2 separate regions of the Gasterosteus aculeatus genome follow, and region 2 is linked to region 1. Evidence: chromatin contacts called from public Hi-C data. All regions are on one chromosome and are shown on one strand. Each heading gives the region's core, a stretch centred on a gene start, on an enhancer-like site or on the middle of the called end of the contact. The rest is flanking DNA. Distances are from core to core; before and after follow the strand shown. Region 1 holds the start of LOC120811031 (cortexin-3). Region 2 holds the start of LOC120810392 (soluble guanylate cyclase 88E-like).

Region 1 (4,407 bases), core at 904-3,403:
ATCTTTAGCAGGTTATGAGTCGCCTCGGAGAAATGTTTGCATAACCCAGACTCTATTTTTTTCAGATCTCGTGCTTCGGTCACGCTGAGATCCGTCAGAGAGACTGACAATAGCTTGAGGGGGAGGGAGGTGGGAGGGCGGGGGGAGGGAGGGGGTCACGACGGTCAGAGGATCCGTCTCCGTAGGCCACTCTCAGGAGAGAGACAACGAGAGCAGCCTTCAGTCCTGCCTCGCCGATCGGCATCCTGTGATCCATCACACTTAAAATGACTACAGAAATGATATTTCACAGCTGCGATTCGTTGCCCTCTTTGTGAGAAATGTTAACAAAAAGGGACGGTTTATCTTTGTGTGTCACCCCCCCCCCACCATCATGTCACATCACAACCTCGTCTTGTTGTCAACCAGAGACACGGCGGCGTTTGAGCATCGGCACTTAGTGCCGGAGAGGAATCTGCTCGTCTGCCAACAGGTTACACAACGTTCTTCAAAGCGTCCACCACAGCTTCAAACGCACTAAGTGCTCAGGAGTTAAGAGCTTTTCCTCGACAGTCTCACGCAGAGATATGCTCAGTATAAGCTTTTAATGCCTCAGCAAGTTTCAGAGGAGATCTCACTTTTCAAAATGAGATCTCCGCCGTTTCAAGAAGGTCATGTTATCCGTCCGCTTTGATCATCAGCTGCTACATTTTGTAGAAGGAAAAAAAAAAAAAAATCACTCCCGGAGCCTTGAAAATACCCTTCAGATGGCAGAAATATGCACACACACGGGATGTGATTTTTCAGAAAGTGACCTGCATAATGTGCAACAAGGTGCATCGGCGAGGAGACGAGATGAAACATTATCCGGCACTGAGAGTCAAAATCAACTGAGTGAGTGTGACACAGACACAGACATTTGGAAATGAAGCAGATTATGTTGAAAAGTTGATTTTACCTGCTGCAGGCCTCTGTGTGTGTGTGTGTGTGTGTGTGAGATGACTATGACTAATGGAGAATTCAAAATGCATCAGAGCAGGTGAAATGAAATGGTTGAGGGGGATTATGGGACTTCATTTTCCAGCACGGCGTCAATCACTTCTCAACACAAAATGTCCGGCATTATTAAGTGACGGCCGAGGCAACAGTTGAACAGTCTTTTTGAACCTGACATGGTACAAATATTTAATACAATAATTCATTATCAAAAAAGAGGGAAATATATGTGCAAATGATATGACGATATATTGCATTTGTTTCATTGTGTTATATTTCACTGCACGTACTGTTTGTGTTTGCAACCAAACAAACCAACACATGCACATCTTTTGATAACAAACACAGTGACACCGCGAGAATTGGAAAATTGTAAATGAAGCATGTAATTACGAGCATTACATGCAAATATTCATGCTATGATTGAAACGATAACTGCCGACAAAAGAGGAAAAAGGGCTTTACAAATGTACTGAATCTGAAAAAAGCAAAGACGTGCATGCAATAAATGTGAAAATGCAACAGAGTGGAGCGTGAGTGCTCATGATGTGTGAGTAAAAGGTGGACGCACCCGCAGCCTCAACGCACGACACAAAAAAAAGCTCCACAACAATTCAACGCAAAATAAGGAGCCGCCATTTAAATCCACCTGCTCGTTTTCTGTCCGGTGTATACTGGCATAACTGGGGGCACATCATTGTCTAAAGAGAGCCGGAACCCCCCATCTGCACACGTGGCTGCATCAAAAACGGCCCCTGTGCGTCTGTCGGGGACCTTCCACGCCTTCAACGCAACAAAAATGTATGTATGAAAAATCAAACCATGACATGAACATGTTTCAGGGGGGGAGGAAAATGAAAATTGCTCCCAGCTGAATCACCCGGATGGATGCAAGTGCCCGAGTCTGTAAACACTAACCTGTTGGTGTGAGGGGGTGGGGAGGGGGGGACTCGGGGAGTCTCCGTCAGCGGTGGCTCTCCATCCTGGTAGATCCGACGATGCTGTCTTCAGACTCGGAATTCACAACAGCGGCTGCTCTCCCGGCTCCTCACTTCAGAACGTGCGGACCAGCAGCTCCCCCTCGGCGGGTTGTTCTCCGTGTTGGCGGACTCTTCTCCCTCCGCTGCTGCGCTGGTTTGTGCCTCCTGGTCCTGACGCGCCGCGCATCCCCGCAGACACACGCAGGCAGAGCGGATGTAGTGGGTACCCCGTCGCTACTGACAACCTGTTGCCATGGCAATCCTCCAGGAAGGCGACTGTGTGTGCTGGCGAGTGGTTAAAGGGGAAAGGTGTGGCCCTGCCGGCTTTAATGTCGTTTAATGCACATTTATAGTGATATAATTTATGATGTAAACAATGAAATTTGATAAAATTGTTTAAAATGTTTTTAAATGAATGTGTTAAATTTGGGGTTGTGGCTCAATCAAAGTAATTGAAAGAAAATCTTCATATTTACATATACACATACATACATATGTATATATAAATACATATATGTATATATGCATACATACAAGTATATGTATGTATGAATATATAAAATATAAATGAATAAATGTGTGTGTGTATTTATAACCATGAATATCCATAAGTAATTAAATATGCACAGAGAGACCATACTGATATTAAATGATGCTCTTATTTCAATGATGTAATTTGATGATGAAGACACATTATCATAATACAATCTAAAACATGTATAAAAGAGACTTTATAACAAAGTATATGCAGGTAAGATGTGCACAGCCAGTGCATCAACACAGACGTTGCTGCATATTGGACCACCAGCTCTGGAGGAGAGCAGCCTTTATGCTGAAGGTGAACATCTCCAGCATGCAGTAAACACTCCCGTGTGTTTATTTTTTTATGTTTCAGCCTCAGATTCTTTTCCGTCTCATTCTGACAGATGCAAATCCCCTGAGAGGTCCGGGAGGAGGCGAGGAGGTCAGAGAGTGACTGTGCAGAGCAGTTCGTGGGGAGGGAGGAGAATCTCAGGTTACATAATATCCTCAGTCAAACGCTTTGCAGGGTCGCCACTTGGTGGAGGCCAGTGAGGACTGCAGACAAAGACATATTGATTCATTTTATTTAAGACAGTGGAATGCATCACTGACAAGTATCCGGATGTCTTGAACTTTTTATCCATGCACCCAGATATTGCTTTTAATTGTGGGTGAGTGTGTGGTTTGATGGAAAGATTGACACCACTATCTACAGGAAATAGGACATTTTAAACAGAATCCCTTAATTGTATTATTTAAAAGCTGTTTTACGAATTTGATAGTTAATTGTACGAAACATAAATGTATTATATGTGTTTGGTCCTTAGTGGGCAGCTTGATTCTGGGTGGAATTCCTGCTTAAACTGACCTGTCAGTATACATGTATATATATATATATATATATATATATATATATATATATATATATATATATATATATATATATATATATATATATATACATATATATATATATATATATATGTGGACATTGCGAGTGTGAACAGTACAGGTGAAACAGTACAGTGGAAACCAGTTCCAAATCGTTAAATAGATCCCAAATCACGAGCTTCGGGGTCTGGACATTTTGGTGGCATCTTCAAAAGGACTTTGTGTCACTTGTTCTCAGACTAATATCTTCTTACTTGAAGGGCAGAAAAAAGGAGTTTGACACAAAATTATATGCACTTTACTTGACATACAACTAGAATATCCAACCTTTTCTTCCTACATGACATCTGTTTAAAAGTTCCTATCTGAATGAGGTCAAAAAAGTCAAATCAAACTTTAGGACATGATTGGCTTTTGACACACTTTACATCACTTTAATACAACATTCTGAAAATCCAAGAGCTGATTGTTGCATTTCAGTGACTTCGCAGAACATGAAGTGTATTTCACACCCTCAGTATAAAAATACTACACCGTGCACAACACGGTTATGAAAGCCAGGATGAGGGAGTTGCCGATTGGACGGCTGGTACAGCGGAGGCAGCCGATTGGCTCTCGTCGCCGCTGTGTCAGTCTCTCGGTCCTCGGCTCACGTTCCAGAAGACAAAGATCAGAGAGAAAAAATGAAAACAGAGGAGCCAGTTTTACCCAATTGCACCAAAAATAGCAGGTTGCCGTAACACGAGGGCGCGTTGGAGGACACTGCGAGCTTCATGCACTAATCTGCTCCTCCTCTCAACAACAAACATGAACACAGGAAGCAAAAGTTTTATTGTGCTGCATGTTTTTGGGTGCTTTTTTCAAAAATAACTTTTTTTGCTGAATCTTGTGTGCACAAAAGCTTACAGCCGCTGCCACGCTGTCGTCATGTCGACGAGCAGACGCACAAAAGCACGCAGCTGATCCAATTACCAGGTTCACAGACGTGGAGGAATCCCTGATTGTGAAGTGATTTCTGCATTCAACAGGAGTCACCGTA
Region 2 (4,407 bases), core at 566-3,065, 220 kb after region 1:
TTCACGGCGGGACTTTGTCAGCCGAACACGGCGCCGTTCTGTGCGGTCGAAAGGCTTTGCTGCGGCTCTTTAATCAAAGCATCACGTTTGAACGGTGAGCTTTGACAATATACGTATACATCTATATTCATGAATATATATATATATATGTATGAATAAATGACACCAGTGGCTCACTATGTGCTGGACCTGAAAGGATCCGGCTATGCACGGCTGCCTGCCGTGACCCTGATACTCCCCAGAGATTGGATCGCCCCTCCGTTGGGCCTGGCTCGGCCCGATAACTCCCGTTACCAGATAACAAGACAGAAAATATGTGCGTGTACGGGCGGAACTGACACCAGTGTGTGGCGGCGGGTGAGCCGAACAGAACTCTGTGTGCCGGTGTTGTTTGCATCATCCAGTGTCGCCTCCCAGGCAGCGTTTTACAAAATGACACCAATGGACTCCTTTTCGACAAAGCCGCACCTCTCTCTCTCTCTCTCTCTTTGTGGGGAGGAAGCCGGGGTGTGACAGCTTTAATGAAAGCGTCCGCAGCATCTGGGTGGAGTCGTGTGGTGTTGGCACCATCAGCATATTGTTTTCTCCCTCTGCCTCCCCCCCACACACACACACACACACACACACCGCTAAGAGGCGAGTGCAGGCCGTTATAAGGCAGGCGGCAGCAACACCTGGACGACGGGAGGAAATGAAGGGGGGAGGAAATGAAGGGGGGAGGAGGGAGGAAATGAAGGAGGGAGGAGGACAGGAGACACAGAAACAGAGGGCGGCTCATTATCGCTCAGAGGCCTTTGGTTCACCGGTGGAGTGGGTGGAGGGAAAGATTAATTCTGGCTGACAGTGTTTTAATAATTAGGCCTCTACTTGACAGACGTGAGCCTCCTCACCTTCCAGATTAGGATTTAAATATAAAGAAGAGGTGAAAGTCATTGTTCTGGGAAATCTGGGATAATTTCCACAAATGTCATGAAATAACCGAATGTCTGATCTTCCCTGTCCGGCGTCTAACGAGGACGCCCGAGTGACTCACTCCTTTTCATTTCTAAGCTCATTCACTGCAGAGGAAACATTGGACCAATCAGTAGCAAGGGTGTGTTAACAGTGCCCCCTTGTGTTGACAGAAGCAGTGGCTTCACTGTGTGCACACATGTATGAGTAAACACACACACACACACACACACACACACACGTCACCCCACAGACGCATTGACGGAGCCCCGCTTGTTGAAAAGAGCTGCAGCTCTTGTTTGACCACATGCCGGGTTTTTTGATGACTTTTTATTTTCCAAATGCAAGAGTAGCTCCTGCAGGTCAAAACAAACACAAGGACTCGAGTAAAAAAAAAAGAAAAAAAACACAAATGTTGTTGCATGTTCAGTCCCTCAGTGATCACGGAAATGATCGAGTCAGCTTCATGCAAAACCGTCCAAACGCCAATCTGAACACAATGTGCGCCAGTCGGCTGTGCACCTGACTGTGATTATGCAAATGTGGGGTAATTAGCCTGAGAAACCCGCTAGCCCTAATGAGCTGTTGTAAGAGAGCACAGGATAATTTGGGGTAATGCGCCTCACATTGAGCACCGAGGTTTAAATAATAATAAATGAGTGTATTTAAGAACTCCCTCATACAGTGACAGCCACTCACAAACTCCATCTCCATTAAAATGCATCACCAACGACGCCCAGTATGTTTGACAGTCCCCAAACGCAGAGTCTACATTTATTTTTCTTCTCCTTTTATTTCCTGCTACCTGCCACAAACATGCCTCGGCGCTGCTATTCTGGCCCCGTATCACCTATTGACCTGACAAGCAAGTGTCACACATGTCAGCTGCAGGTGGAAACTCTCTGCAGGGAGCCATTCTGCGGCGCTGGCTGGCTCAGTTGGAGACCAAATTATCACCGTACAGAGGACTGCATGTAAGTGGACTCTTTTCACACCTTTTCTGCCTCCCAATTTTAGCTTTTTCTTTGACTGTTTTTTTGCTGTAGTCACTGGTGCGCTAATCCCAGGTTCCTGGAGTGGCTTCCGTTCGCCACGATGGTCGAGACGTTTTACAGCGAGCGGCTTCTCAAACGCTTCTCTTCTCTTTAAACTGCCGACACAAACAAAGACGAGTTTAACCAGCCGTTCGGATCCCTCGTTTCTTCCCGTTGTCTCTCCTCAGTTGAGCAGTTAACCAAGGAATCAATCTGGAGGTCTCCAACCCCCTTAAGATGTACGGCCTGTACCTAGAAGCAGTGAACGATTACATCAATGAATCCTATGGGGAGGACGTGTGGCGGCTGATCGAGAACCGGGCGGAGATCCCCCACCTCAAGTTCAACCGCCATCAGATGTACAAGTAGGTTTTTCACGTCGATAACTACGTTATGGTGCGCTGTGTTTGACCCGTTGTCCCAAAAACGAACCACCGCCTTTCCATGTCTGCTTTAAAAGCGACAACCTGATCCTGCGGCTGGCGAAGGCGGCGGGGGAGGTTCTGGGAAAGACCCACGACGAGCTGATGTACGCCTTCGGGGTCTATATGGTCAAGAGGATTGGGAACTACGGGTATGAGCGGATCCTGAAGGTGACAGAGCGCCTCATCGTGTTGTCGTTGTACATCAGGGTTGCACAAACAAAATGCGGATTGTAGTCCTGTTTTGCTAAACTGTATTGGACTAAAATGTATATTTAAACAAAATACATCCGTATCTGCTGCGGCGTTTTCATAAATTATAAACATCTGTCGTTTGCAATTCAAAGGCCGATTCCGTCTCTCTGGTCTTTTTAAGGTTTTGGGGCGAAACGTGCGCGACTTCATCAACGAGCTGGACAACCTGCACGAGTACTTTCGCTTCTCCTTCCCCAAAGTGCAGCCGCCGAGCTTCTGCGTGGAGGAGGAGTGCGAGACGAGCCTCACGCTGCACTACCGCAGCACCCGCAAGGGCTTCACGCAGTTCGTCAAAGGTAACGGCCCGTTGCATGCTGGGGAAACGGCTCCCGCCTCATGGACCGGAGTGTGGTGGAGTTACAAAGCAAAGTGGTTGATTCCGTGCTGGAGCTCACACGAGCCCACGGTGACGGAGACTTGACCTCCACACATCCGCTCCGTCTCCTCCCTGCAGGGCAGCTCTCTCAAGTGGGACGGCAGTTCTACAACACGGACATCGAAGTGGAAATCCTGTCCAAAGAGGAGACGGAGAAAATGACGTATGTGGTAGGTACTCGGGGGGGGGGGCGCGGATGTCGAGCCGACCTCGCCCTCCCCCGCCACCACGGTGCTACCGGCACGGGGGGAAAGGTCTCCACCGCCTCCCACGAGACGCCGGGGCCGGGTTCTTCTTTCCCCTCAAACAGGAAGTGTTTATTGAATGGAGTTAAGGGGCCTTCATGAATGACCCATTAGATTCGCTTTATAGAAGGTTAGAAGTTGAAATTTAATCTAAAAATGTAAATAATAATGTAATAATAATAATCTAAATAAAGATGCTGGAACTCCCAAATGTTGTCCTATTGATGACCGATAAACTTAGTAGACGAAATTGCCGTTATTTCATTTTGTAGCCAATCGGCGCGTAATGAGTTTGTCTTCAGTCTGATTGAAGCTTTAGTAACTAATTCTGATGAAAAGCTTAATGTCGACTGACAAACATTTTATTCAAGCATAATATCACAAAGATTTGTTCAGCCCTCAGGGACAAAAAGCACATGACAAAAAGCTCCACGTGAGTAATAGAGATCAAAAGCTCAAAGTTATATTTTGAATCATTTCCTAAATTGCAGTTTTTGTCGCTCAGACCGGCGCCGAAACCTCTGCACGGACTGCTCTCATGTTTCAAAAGGTTTTTAAATGAACTCCACGCTGCCTCTCCAGGTTTACAAGATGAACTTTGACAACGCCGCCTTCAAACACCGCATGCCGCAGCAGAGGACGGCGCCGGGCTACGAGAAGCTGCCCATGAAGCGCGGCATCTTTTTTGTCATGTTCCCCTTCAGCGTCATCTTCCGCCGCGACATGACCATGTACCGCATCGGCGACGGCCTCAAAGAGGTCTTCTCCGACCTCCAGGGCAAGAAGGTCGACGAGGAGTTCACCCTGATCAGACCCATGCTGGAGTTCAGCTGGGAGAACGTGAGTCCGCTCTCAGTGATGCATACTGAAAGGCTGCAAAGGGTCTTGTTTTTAATCGCTGCCTCCTCCTCGTCAGATCTACACCCATTTGAACAATGTGTTCGAGCTGCTGTCTAAAGCGGTGGTGGAGAGCAAGCAGAAAGTCAACATCACGACGTCCCAGGAGGAGAACGAGAAGGCGCGGGAAGAAGAAAGAGGTGCCGGCCTTTACATTTCAATCATTTCAGATGCATTATGTATTAAAAAGAAAAAGAAAAAGGTCGCATTACAAATAGATGGGATCA

Evidence for each region. A called contact is a pair of places that touch in the nucleus more often than the background predicts.
Region 2: a contact with region 1 is called in a Hi-C map of skeletal muscle, with 4 times the contacts expected there. The contact joins the promoter of LOC120810392 here to the promoter of LOC120811031 in region 1. A contact is called at or near these places in 4 of 6 Hi-C or Micro-C datasets (skeletal muscle, tail fin and whole body).

What each region holds. Positions count from the first base shown.
Region 1 is chr20:3,469,487-3,473,893 of fGasAcu3.hap1.1, forward strand. LOC120811031 (cortexin-3) reads right to left here and starts at 2,154. Exons shown (of 2, transcript XM_040166113.2): 1 at 1,894-2,154.
Region 2 is chr20:3,691,356-3,695,762 of fGasAcu3.hap1.1, forward strand. LOC120810392 (soluble guanylate cyclase 88E-like) reads left to right here and starts at 1,816. Exons shown (of 17, transcript XM_078094525.1): 1 at 1,816-1,925; 2 at 2,174-2,350; 3 at 2,446-2,578; 4 at 2,784-2,958; 5 at 3,117-3,208; 6 at 3,866-4,123; 7 at 4,200-4,320. The coding sequence starts at 2,223.